2 separate regions of the Zea mays genome follow, and region 1 is linked to region 2. A link is a contact called in public Hi-C data. All regions are on one chromosome and are shown on one strand. The core of a region is the stretch at or near the end of the contact, and the rest is flanking DNA. Distances in the headings are between cores, read along the strand shown. Region 1 holds the start of LOC100280024. Region 2 holds the start of LOC100381518.

Region 1 (6,561 bases), core at 1,941-4,440, 140 kb before region 2:
TAATTGGTCCGTAAACCTGCAGCCTGGCACACGCAATGATGTTCCGGACGTTTTGTCCTGTGTGTGTGTAGGATTGAACTTGTTTGGTATCGAGTATATATATATCGACTCAACGAAAAGGACATTCAGCCAGATCAATGAATGAATGAGAATCAGCGAGTTTGGTGCATGGCACGCCATGTGCCGGCTCCGCTTTCAGGTACGGTTATGCATGCCTAGCGCTTCTTGATCCGAACGCTAATCACAGGTTTTAGCCTGTATCATCATATGTATATATGCTGGATTGTTGAATAGTAGTCACGTAGTTGTCAAACAACCAACCCAGCCAGCAGGTGGGTGCAGAGTGGCCTACTTCCGTCGCATCCATTGTCTCCACACCCCGTCAAGTGCCCAATTAATTAACAAGCAAGCATTAAGCTTTGCTTTAGGCCACTGATTTGCTGCTGCTGCTGCTGCTCTCGTCATGCAAGCTCCTCACAAAATAATTAGATTAGATTAGATTAGTAGATCTGAGGGGGGGGGTGCGATTACTTATTAGCGACCGGACTCTTATATATAATAATAATCATGTGAGGGTGGATCATTGGCATGTGGACGACAAAGCTGATGAGCCTGGCGTATATATTTAAAAGGAGAGGGGGGGGGGAGGCCTCCACAAACAAATTAACCGCCCAGCTTGGCCTGACCCGGCGCCGAGGCGCTTAACCCTTGTGCCGCCTGGCCTGCCGGCTTAGCCATCACGATGCAATTAGGGCCTGTTCGTTTTTCACGGATTGAAGGCCTGGAACGGTTCCTGGCCGGATTGTTTCTCTAATTTATGTAAGTTTTAATAAATTGGAATGAATCCTGGTCTAATCCGTGAAAAACGAACATGGCCTTAATCATCATTATCGTGCTCGCGTCGTCCAAAGAAGAGGGGTTAGCATCAGCGATTAAAACTATGGCCCAAGTGGAGGTGCGCGTAGACCCTACACGGTACGTACGGTACATATATATATAGACTCTGTGGTTCGATGTCGTCACGTCCATATGGTTCGGTCGCTTAAGGGTTAGGGGGTTTGTGTGACGCCACCCTAGAGGCGTGTGGATAAGAGAGAAGAAATCCTTCTGTTCTGTGTTGAGCACGAGCTTCTCCATCCGGAGGCTGCATGCATGGGTTTTGACCACAGATACTACTACTCTATGAGAGGACGGAGCGAGCAACAGACTTTGGCACAGAAAGCGAATTCCAAACAAACCACAGCCACCTCACTTGTAAACTCATCCAGCTTACGGCAGGTCCAAAGACCCAATTTTCTAAGTTGTTTTAAAAAAACCAAATGGCAGGTCGAAGACTGATCAGTGATCACTGATGTTTCAACTGACGAGTAGAAGTGGAAGGATATTCGGTCAGGCAGGAGTAATATATACTAATAAGGAGATACAAAATACGCATTTGCCTTTCTCTAGACAGAGAAAACTACTAGCTAGCCATATACGTATATCTATTTGTCCTAGCCCATAGTACAAAATTTCTTGAAGTAGCCGGCGGGCGTAGACGCGGTGAACATCACTACAGGTAAACGCGCGTGCGTATCTCATTATCATTAGAAACAGTAAAAAAGATATTAAAAGGAAACGAAGAAAAAGCTCTGTCGTGCATGGAGAGAGGTTTGACCTCTATACTAAGTGGAAGAGGCCAGCAACAGGCTACTCTACTTACAACCACAGAGAGAGAGAGGGTTCTCTATTGCGGTAGCTAGCGGCGCCGCCTCCCCCCAACTACCTGCTGCTGCTGCTGCTGCTGGCCACGGCGGCCCGGGCCGCGCCGATCCGCTCTCCTCTCACATGACGCTGCAGGAGTTGGGGTTCTCGTCGTCGAAGATGCGGTACGACGAGTCGTGCATAGGCGACGCGTGCATCCCGGGCGGGCCGTAGTAGTCCTGCTGGTAGTAAGGCTCCGGCGCCGCGGCGTGCGGGTACGGCATGTACAGGTACGACGGCGACCACTGCTTCCCCGGCTGCGGCTGCGCGGAGTAGTACGCTTGATGCGGGTGCGCCTGTTGCGTGGAGTACGCCGGCTGCGCCTGCGGCGCGAAGTGCGACACGCTCGAGCTGCGCTGCGCCGCGTGGTAGCTCAGCACCGGCTGCGCGGGCGCGACGTAGTAGGGCGGCCGGTACTCATGCTCGTACGCGTGCTTTGGCGCCGGCGCCAAAGGAAGGGACCTCTCCGTCGTCACGGCGGCAGGCTCCGCCGTGCCGGCGTCCTTGGCCTTGTCGCTCTTCTTTGCCTCGTCCTCGTCATTGGCAGCGCCGGCAGCGGCAGGGGCTTCCTTTGCCGGCTCTGCTGCGCCCTTGGCCTGCTTCGTCTCAGCTCCCTCGCTGTCACCGCCGTCCGTCTTCGCCTCCACTTTCTCCACCTCCTTTGACGACTCTGCTTCGGGCTGCTTCTTCTCTGCGGCCCCGTCCTCCTGCTCCGGCTTCTTCTTCTCCTCCTCGGAGCTCTCGCCCTGCGGCTCCTTCACCGCCTCCTCCGACTTCTTGTCCGCCGCGGCCACAGCAGCAGCAGCAGCAGCATCCTTGCCGCCGTCGCCGGCAGGCTGCGGAGCCGGCGGGGCCTCCGGCGCGGGCTCGCTGTTCTTGGCGGGCGGGTGACACTGCCAGGGCACTCCCTTCTTGCCGGACTTGTACAGCCTCTTGATGAGCGTGTCGGCGTCCACGGTGCCCGTCACAGTCACCTTGTGCTGCGAGGCGTCCACCGTCACGTCCTGCACGCCTGAAAACAATCACCAGAACCACCCCGCTCGGTTCAGCCAAAAATGTATGCAGGAACCTGCTGACTCGCAAGAGGCATGTGTTTCTAGACGGCTAGGCACGCACCTTCGATGCCCCTGAGCACCTTCCGGACCTTCTTCTTGCAGCCATGGCAGTGGATGGCAACCTTCAGCACCACAGTCTGGAGATAACGGAAGAATCAAGGGGGGGTTAGCATTTACGACGACCTAGCAACCAAATTGGCAGCTCATATGATGGTATGGGATCGAAGAGCATTCGAGTACTCGGCGGCAGGTGAAAAAGCCATGGACGCTCACCTGAACGACAGGGGCCGCCGCAGCTCCTGACGCCATGGGGAGCGCTCTGGAGACTGGTCGCTCTGCCTGTTCGGCCAGACACGAGAGGAGCAGAGGAGCTCTCGGCTAACGTGGCTTTGTTATGGGAGGAAGGCGGTAACGGCAGCCGAGGTGCTCATCTTATAGCCGAATGAGGAAGGAATGGGCCAAAAGGTATACATGGGCTCTCTGACACCTGGGCCAATCGGTTCAAATTAGTTCTATTCTTTTTTTTCAAATAAAATGGGTTCAACTGCAATGCTAGCTGCTAGGAGTTTAGGACTAGCAGCTGTACAGCGGAGCTACGGTTAGCCGCCGGGCTGCCGCCCAGGTAGTCAACACTTTGGGCCTATAGTACTGTGAATGAGTTTGGTTACTCCAAATTTAAGATTGATCACCGAATAGCAACCATAGAAAGAATAGTGAAGGCCACAAATAACAATTAAGTGCTCAAATGTAAAGGGGAAGGAAAAAAAGCAAAATAAAAGGGTTTAAGGCAACGGTACAGCCATGGAATTTTGCTTTGTTGGTCAAAACACAATAGAGTGTATGATTAAATTTAGGTTAGATGAACATACTATGGAGCTTTAGGGCTTGTTTGGGATCAAAGGTAATGGAGTGGATTAAGGGGGCTAGAACCCCCTACTACTTAATTTTGAATAGTGAGGGATTATAGCCCCCTCAATCCCCTTCATTACCCTTTGTCCCAAACAAGCCCTTAGATAGCATGGTCATCTAGTGCCAATAGGTGTTAAAATTATGTGTATACATAGGAAATGAAATGATTATTAAAAATACTTTGTAAAATGTTAAATGTGCTCTATTTTTTTTTGAAAAACATTGGAGAGTTAGCATGCTTGAGGGAAAAAACAAGAAAGCGCTCTTTATGCATCTTTTATGTGTACCGGACGTATCTGGTGGTGCACCGAACATGTGCACCAAATACGAGACATGCTCACACACATGTTGCAAAGTTTTTAGCCGAGCATAGTGGAGTTTGGTATGCACCATATGTCCATGTTACCTCTTAACCTAGGATAGAGCATTAGCAACACATCTTCACTATTAATTCTACACTTGACGATAGTAATAATATTTTTGCTTTGTTGTAATAAAACTAGAATTAACAACCACTAGTACCCGTAGTCGTTTAATATTATTAATTGAGGTGAAACCCCCTTTTCATTATAGTTTTCTTCGTTGCTTCCGTATTTTACTCTTTTTATAGATTTATGCTATCGGATTTTTGTACTCTAATTTATCATGAAAGAGACTAGTGATATTCTTGGTTTGTAGTGGCCTAGGTGTTAGGCTATTTGCAGTAGATCGTGCATACGTAGAACATTAATTTTTGCCTGGTAGACTGCACTGTTTATGAAGTAAAAAATTGAAATAAGAGATATATATGATAAGAAAGAGTGCGGGAGGTAGCCTTACACCTTTTTTCCCTTTGCATCCCAATCCCAACTCTAATCCAACCCTGATCCCAACCTTAAACCGATGGAAAAAAATAACTATTTGCCACTATTTGGTGGTGGATGGCAATTTTTTTGGCATGTCAGTGATTCATGTGCCAATGACACATGATTAAGAAGATTTCGTAAGGATGACAAATAGTTAAATGCCCCCAAACCGACACTCTTATCAGCCATCACACCACACAGAATAACACAACTACCATGTGTGCATGCAGACACATGCACATTAGACATGTGTAGATGAACATTTCAAATCGCATCGCATTGATCATGCATGTGTGGCACATTTGTGGTTTTTAAACTAAGGTATATCTGCGGACACAATAGCTAGACTATAAGGAGGCTATATATTAATGCTCCCCCACCGTACTCTAATCCATTGTAGTTATCTGCACAGACGACGGCTCCACCTCCACCACCGCAAAACACGCGGGCCCAGCAGCACCAGTATATATAGTCCGGCGATGACGACGACATCAGCACTTCTCGGGCGGGGCCTGCTGCTGCTGGTCCATGTTGCCATGTTGGGCAGGACGATGACGCCGACGCCACCAATGCGTCCACGGACGCGGCGGGTGATGGCACGCTGGACTGCACTCGGCACACCGGGGGGCACCAGCTCGCCCAGCCACAGCCACAGCCACAGCCACCACCGGCAGCTACCACTACCAACCATCCGAGCTCAGCAGCAGCTCAGGTCGATGGAAACTTTGGAGAGCCCGCCCGCCCGCATTATTGCGCCCCTTTTTCTTGGCCACTGCAATCTCGATAAGGCTCCCAGTCCCAGGCAGCTAGCTCTACTACACTGCTCGTGCAAGGCGGCGGCGGCATGCAGCAAGCCGAGAAGATACAAAAGCATCCACGATTCGATTCTATACAATCGGTGGGCAAGTTGCATTATGTTGTGCGGTCCCCTTGGGAGTACGGAGGCCTGCGTGCTGTGCAGTGGATGGGAATGGCGTTTCCCGCTCGGTCCTCCCGGCTGCGGACGTTCGGAGCGAGGCGCAGCGCAGCACGCGCGGCAGCAGCAGAGCTCGTCTGGCGGACGCTAGGTTTTCTCGCCTCCCTTTCCCCAGCTCGATCATCTCGGGAAGAACGCATCGATCGATCCTCGATCGGATATGCAAGTGCCGTCTGCCGTTTGTTCGTTTTCTCGCTCTAGCTGGATCGACGACGACGTCTCGCGCTAGCCTCTAGCTGCGGCCCACTGCATAATTGAGCGAGCCGCTTCGGTAGCTACGTACATTTTTGTGCTCCTCCAAATAGACTCGTCAGCCGGCCAGTACTACGCGCCGGCCCGCCGCAGCTCCTCCTTTGCAACTCGTTTGCTTGTCGTCTCCTCGTGGCTCTGACGGGCAGCATGCGTACGTACTAGTAGTACGCGCGCGCTTCTCGTCTGTATATAGACTAGTGATATATATTCGATTCCTTGCTACTGTATAGTGTATAGATATAGATCAGATCAGATGCATGAGATGAGTTTTGGCTTGTCAGGAACGCATGGTTTGCAGCAGCGTAGGTCTTGAGTGCGACGATCGACGAGAAAGCTAGCAGGCGCTGGGCTGCTAGCTGGTTCTGATCTCTTGGCTAGCTGCGTGCGATGCGACCGTGCGGTCTGTGGACGCACGGGGGGTTAGGTCGTTTCGCTCGTCGCGGGGCGGAGGTGGTGGGGTGTGTGTCGGGCGAATTAATCGAAGGGAGCGCCGGGCACGCCTCTCCCTCTTCATTCGTCGATCGCCCGCCGTCGTCGTCGCTCGCCGCATTGATGAAGACGACGACGATCGGCTGACACGTACGTTTTCCTGTGTTTGGCGCGGTTGCTACTAAGCTAGCTGCATGCCATCCACACGAGAGCACTAGCTAGCTAGCACTGTACTAGTATAGTAGTCTGTCTAGCAGCTAGCAGCATGCTAGCGCTACAGTACGTACGTGCCGTGCCGGTTCATCAGGATGGAGAACTCCGATCGAACGCAAGCCGCTCCGCGCTCCGCTCG
Region 2 (6,749 bases), core at 2,009-4,508:
TTCATCTTTCCAGCCTGATGTTTATAATCATAAACACAGAAGTCCTCGAAAGTATATTAAAGATCTGAAGACATTAAAGTTTGTTATTGGTGTATTTGAGAGAAAAAAAACTTTGCCATTGAGGACCAGACCAATCAATATGCTTGGATAACCCTTCATATGCTGATAGCTCTATGGGACTAAGGGTTTGTTCGGATTATCAGCTCTGCTCGCCTCACCACACCAGGCAAGGACAAGCTAAGAGAGTGTTTGAATGCACTAGAACTAATAGTTAGTTGGCTAAAAATAGTAGAATTAGCTAGCTAACAAATAGTTACCTAAATATTAACTAATTAACCAAAAATAGCTAATAGCTGAACTATTAGCTAGGGTGTTTGGATGTCTCAACTAATTTTAGCTACTAGCTATTACCTCTAGTGCATTCAAACCCCCTAAAACAAGTGACTGGAAATTGAAGAAATATAAATGGTGCAAATCAAATGTAAAAAGTTACTATAAGAAATATGTGTTTGCTTTATAGAACAATAGGAATTTAGGATGACATATGTAACGAGAAACTACAAAGCAAATAAATTTGAAATGTCATGAGAATAATTTCATATTCAACCAAGTCAAATTAATCAGTGAACAACAATGAAATGGCAAAAGAATCATTTTTTTTCTACCAGTGCCAATGCAACATACTACATACCTCAATCAACGAATCATGAGCTTCTTTAGGGATTTTAGATTTCAGACGTGATATTAGCTCTTGCTGTCGCCATCCTTGAAAAATGCGTTCCCCAAGAATGCATTTCCTAGTTTTCGCCTTTCTACAGTCAGACCATCTTTTGTACGCATCTCTTCTATAGAACTTCCCATAGTAGTATGCAAGCACATCACCAACAGTCTTTGTACCCAAAAACCTGCTCAGCAGGTTGAGATTCTTGCCGAAAATGTAGAGCCCAAGGAGAAAGATCTCTGCCTCAAGATCACTCCAAAGAGCAATGGGTGAATAAGGCAGCGGATTTAATTGTTTGGTTTCTCTCTGCTGCATTATTGAATTATTGGTGACATTCTGGCCTTCTTGAGAGGGGCAAGGGGCCATTTTTTCATTATATGCTTGATTAATGTCAGATTTAATTTGAACTACAGGAACTACTGCATGTAGATCCTGGAATGTCGGATCACATCTGCCAGTGTCATTGCTGGTTGCACAAGTTGAGGTCACCTGACTTTGCACATCTCCAGTGCTGCCTTTTGTTCCAGATTCTGAATAATTTTGCATTTGTAATACCTGTTCTGTCTTACTGGCTTCTCTTGGTGATGCCCATATAATTGGTAAAGTTAACCCAACCACAACAGGATAACCATACCCATGCAATATGGAATCATTATGTGAACTAGCCATGAGCTCACGACGTTCATCTTCTGTAGCCAGATTGGGGATTTCTGCCTGGTGCTCACTTCCGATGCGTGGACATACAGGCGAGTCACCATATATCACATCTGAAGCAAGAGAAGCTTCTGATGAAGATTGGTGTTCACCATTGTCTTCAAAATCGAGTGATTCTGGCTCCATCTATCACAATTAGAACAAAAAAGGTGCAGTTGTAAAGAGCCATTGCAATAGTACGCAATACAAGAACATATGCATCATCATTACAAATAATGAAGTTTGTTATGTAAACTAGGAGCATGCATGTGCAAAATTTCTTCCTTTTATTTTTTAAGAATTCTTGTGAGTTAGTATGCATTTGAATAAATTATCTGCAACAAGAAGGAAACCAACAGTGGTAATTTACTACCCTTGCAGTAAAAGTGAGCATATGAAGTACATATATAGATGTTGATATGATTAGCTGTATCTGTAATAATTAAAACCTAGCATAATATCTCGAACGTAAGATTAAGGGTGGAAATGTTTTCAGGAAAGGAGTTGACTTTCCTGTCTATTAGTTGCAATCTTACTGTGGAATAAACAGCAGAATGCAATAAGGTTTCCTGCCATGCAAGAAATTGTAGTAGAGGAAACAATACTACAGCAACTCCAGGGTCATCAAAATGATGTACTATCGGTTCCAACAGAAAATTTGCATAACATGGAAACACAGGCACGCTAGCTCTTGCAGGCAGCAAATGAAGTCAGTGCCTACTATGTATAAGATTCATCAACGAGGGGCCATCGATAAACATAGGCCTCAAGTGTAATGTGTGTCACAAAAGAAACAGAAAAACGAATTGGAGGATTCAATCACTGCACGGACCACAATCAATGCAAAATTATTTAACAGCACCAAGCCATCAAGCACAGAAGCACTGCACCATCATGAACAGAACCTATTGGCCAACACTTTGTCCAGCTCCTCACCGTCACCGTAAGCCTACACGACAACAACCAGAGCCACGAGATCAAGCAAACCAAGTAAATTCTACAGGCACCGATCAAACAACAAACCGCATCCTGCGAATCTATCTCAGGCCAGGCACCACCACAATCCTACGGCCCACGACTGCAAATCCTGCAGACACCGTGGAAACCAAGCAACTGAACCGACCACCAGCAAACGAAAGGAGAAATCGAGCACAGGCTCGCGGCCAAGAAACACGGCCGACCAAACCGACGCCCGGACCAGCACCCAAGAACGCGCGGCCACGTGGCACGAAGCACGGATACGAGCGTAGAGAAACACGCCGGGAGCGCGTGATCACGGACGAAATCCCCATGGCGGAGCACAGGAGCGCGCCCCAAGGCAACGAACCCATCGCAAAACGAGGGACCGTGCGACGCGCTACCAAGCGAGAGCAGCACAGCCTCTCGAGCGGAGCGGGAGCATGAACGAATGCGAGATTAGAGGGAACAGGACAGACGGGCAAACCTTAGTCTTCATGCACGCCGCTCTGGCAGGTCCTGCCCCAGGCTCCGGCCACGAGGAGCCCTCCGACCTCTCGGACGAGAAACAGACGGCCCCGGCCGGTAGCGAGAGAGAATCTCTGAACCGGACGCTAGGAGCGGCGAGATTGACTGATGGTTTGCGGCAGGGAAGAGTACGAGCAGCGCGCCGCAGGGTATGGAGAGTGGAGAGTACGGCGAGGCCGAGGACCGGCCGAGGACGGTGGTGGGTTGGACCGTTGGAGTGTAGAGAGGGAGAGAGGAGGCGGGGACGGGGCTGGAGAGGGGGTGCTCGGGCTTTAAAGGCAAAGAGAAGGAAGGAAGAGAAGAGAGGACGGTGACGGGGAGAGACGGAAATTGGTGGTGCCGTGGTGTGTGTGTGGTGGTGTCGCGGTAGACCGGCGGAAAATAGCCCGGACCGGGTTTGGGCCGCCTGGATTGTAACGGAAACGAGGGTCACAACACCAGGCAAACCTAGGTGTGTTTGGTTTGTTAGGCCTAGTTTATTTATCCTATAGATTATATAATCTAACTTAAATAATTTAAGAGGTAAACAAACAATATAAATTATTAGATGAATTATGTAATCTAGATATATAGATTATAATAATCCATAAACAAGTTAATAAAAATGTATTTGTTTCCCTTTTAGATTATATAGGTTAAATTATGTTAGAAGGATAAAATATCACTTGACATTACATATTAAGCTAGAATAAGCCAACATTTAATAGCTTATTTTAGCTTATTTATAATCTAAAATAATATTTTACTCTCTTACCCTATCAACATAATCTAACTTATATAATCTAGGAGGGAAACGAACATGGCTTAAGTGCTTATATAATCCATAAGTTGGATTATATAATTTTAAAAGGAAACAAACAAAGCCTTAGATAAGCAAGAAATCGTTTGCCTTCGCCGCTTTGGTAAAGATTGTAATTGGTTGTTTAGCGTGGTTAGAGGTTTAGAGCACGGTTGCCCTTGCTTCACCTCTTTGGGATTTGGTTTCTTAAACAAACTTATCTAACATATGTAACGGGCTGGTCCAGTTTCTCTCAAGAAACAAATTTATTTGATTTCCATATAATCTATAAGAACTTGAGAAATGTTATTGTTCCAACTATAAATCCATGAACAGTTTGGCAAGGGTTTCCTTGTTCTCTCTAGACTAGTTTTAGGTAGGAATTCTCCTTTTTCTAGCTATAAAGAGAAGGATTCAAGTCACTGGCGAATCTAGCCAAAAATATTGTCAGGATCAGCAAGATCAGGTTTGCTATATGATACAAATTTTCTTAAACTTTAACAATGTTTTTCTAAAGGATTTATAATTTTTATCGGGGCTCGGCTGACCCCGACAAACACCCCTAAATCCGCCCATGATTCGAGAATCCTTATAAAAGAGGAGTTAATATAGTTGTTGGAGACTTGCTCTAAAATGCTAAGAGTTAAGAACAAGGCAACATAAAAACTGTTAAATGTAAAAGTCCTTCGTCCTTAAAGACATTACGTCCCTTCGGATATAATGAATTCCGGACGAAGGTCACGAAGGAAAAGACCTTCGTAAGTTCGATAGATGATGAAGAAGAAAACATATATGAAATATGAATAATAATACAGATATTATCATCAACTTATTTTTATTATCAAATTTATAATAACAAATTATAAATGTACCTTCAGATTGATGAAAAGTAAAGGTACAAGCGTGATGCAAAAAGCGAATGCCATCTATTTATAGGCGCGAGACGCAGCCCGTGTAGAATTACATTAATGCCCTTTACATTTATCAATAACTCTATAATAATTCTTCGAGGTCTAATTTGACTTTTCATCTTTAAGTCGGTTCCTCTTTTCTGCCGTCATACCGAAGCTTTTCTGCACATAGCTTCGTGATCATCTTATCCTTCGTCATGATCGCCTTCCGTCCCGCTCAAGCTTCGTCTTGACCAGACACTTGTATACCCGTAACCTGATTCCGAAGATACCTGTTCACATATTTTACTTGGAAAATATTGTCAAATCATGTCTTTGAGGACCTTCGGAAGGCGAAGGCCCCCAACAATAGTTCTAGTCTCTTCATTTCCTCTCTTCATTATAGCAATAAGTGAGATACAATTTAGCTGAGAACGACAAGTATAGAATGACCTAAGAAAATAATATTTTTTTTGAAGTTCTGAATAAATATATCTGGCTAAAGGATAAAATGTAGCTAAAGGCCTTCTCCAACATCTTTCTAGTCTATCTAAAGAGCGTCTACAGTGACATAACACATGCCATCGAGCTGTATAACCGTAGGGAAGCGTATCAAACACGCCTTGTTATATGGCCATTACTATGTGCTTGCACACTGATAAGAAAATCTAGACGCAACACTCGAAAAAATCTCGTGTTAGTGTGGATGGCAGGATTTGAATTGTCTAGTGTATGACGCAGGCGCTTGCTGAAACGGAAATGGGGACCATAGAGTTGGGTGATACCCATGACATTGTGGATGCCAAAATTTGAGAAGCCTTGTGCATGATTGCTATCTAAAACAAAAATGAAAAGATACCACACAACATGTCATATTTTTAGGCTATGTGTGTGACCCCTCTCACTCAAGACCAATGACTTGCTTGATATGAAAACATCAGAATTTGTTTGAAAATTTTAAAGAAATATAACATTTCTAATTATTTAAAATTAAAGTCACGAGTGAAATATGTTTGGCTAAAAGCTCAGATCTCATCTATTATTGCACCTTTGTGACCTTCTAAAGGGCCTCTGCAATGACGTAACGCATGCAAAAGTTGTATCCACCGAACTCTATCTAGCCCCAAGGGAGTGAATCAAACACGTTTTTATGGTTGTTAGTATGTGCCTTCACGTTGGCAAGTAAATTCGAATGCAGCACTGAAAAACAGTGTGTTGGCATCGACAACACGATTTGGGATGTCGTCTAGTATGCCATGCGTGTACATGTTGAAACAGAGATGGGGACCACGAAGTTTAGTGATCCACGTGATGTTGTGGATGGTAAAACTTGATAAGTCTTGTTTGTGCTTGCTAAATGAAATAGAAATGGAAATTACTATGCATTAGGTCATACTTTTTGTCTTCGTGTGACACCAATCACGTGACATACTTGGTTGAAAATATGAAAATATTTTTTCTATTGTATTAAATTCTTAGGTGAAATATGTTAGACTAAAGGCTTAGATCTAGGTAAAGACCATCTCTTGCACCTTCCTGACCTATCTAAAGAGTATCTACAATGACATAACATAAGAAAAAGTTGTATCCATATACTGTCAAGCCTTAGGGAAGTGTACCAATCACATCGTATTTGGTCATTAGTATGTTTCTACACGTCGACAAGAAAATTTGAACGCAACACTGAAGAACCTTGTGTCGGTGTGGACGTTAGAATTTGGGGTTTCTAGTATGCAATGTGCCTACATGTTGAAAGAAAAATGGTGACCATAGAGTTAGTGACCCGCGTGATATGGTGGATGGTAGAATTTGAGAAGTCCTGTATACATTTTGCTAACTGAAATGGAAATGAAAAGTTACAATACAACATGTTATACTTATTGGCTATGCATAACCTATCTCTCATCCACGACCCGTGACTTACCTGGTTTGAAAATATTGAAGAAAGGGAATATTTTTCTTATTGTTTTAAATTCCATGGTAGAATATGTTGGCTAGAATCTCATATCTGGCTAAAGGCCCTCTCCTACACCTTGACTTACTCTATAATGATTTAACACATGAAAATAATTGTATCCGCTGAGTAATCTAGCCTCAAGGAAGCATACTAAACATGCACTATATGGTCATTATTATGTGATTGCACGTTGACAAAAACTGGATGTAAGGGTTGAAAAAACTC

What was found. Hi-C and Micro-C count contacts between places; a contact is called where the count stands out from the background.
Region 1: a Hi-C map of ear shows a contact between it and region 2, with 2.0 times the contacts expected there. The contact joins the promoter of LOC100280024 here to the promoter of LOC100381518 in region 2. A contact is called at or near these places in 2 of 25 Hi-C or Micro-C datasets (ear and tassel).

Annotation. Positions count from the first base shown.
Region 1 is chr9:135,926,063-135,932,623 of Zm-B73-REFERENCE-NAM-5.0, reverse strand. LOC100280024 reads right to left here and starts at 3,190. Exons shown (of 3, transcript NM_001152969.1): 1 at 3,072-3,190; 2 at 2,860-2,935; 3 at 1,554-2,755. The coding sequence starts at 3,107. The coding sequence ends at 1,824.
Region 2 is chr9:135,786,490-135,793,238 of Zm-B73-REFERENCE-NAM-5.0, reverse strand. LOC100381518 reads right to left here and starts at 3,258. Exons shown (of 3, transcript XM_008660544.2): 1 at 2,859-3,258; 2 at 692-1,561. The coding sequence starts at 2,870.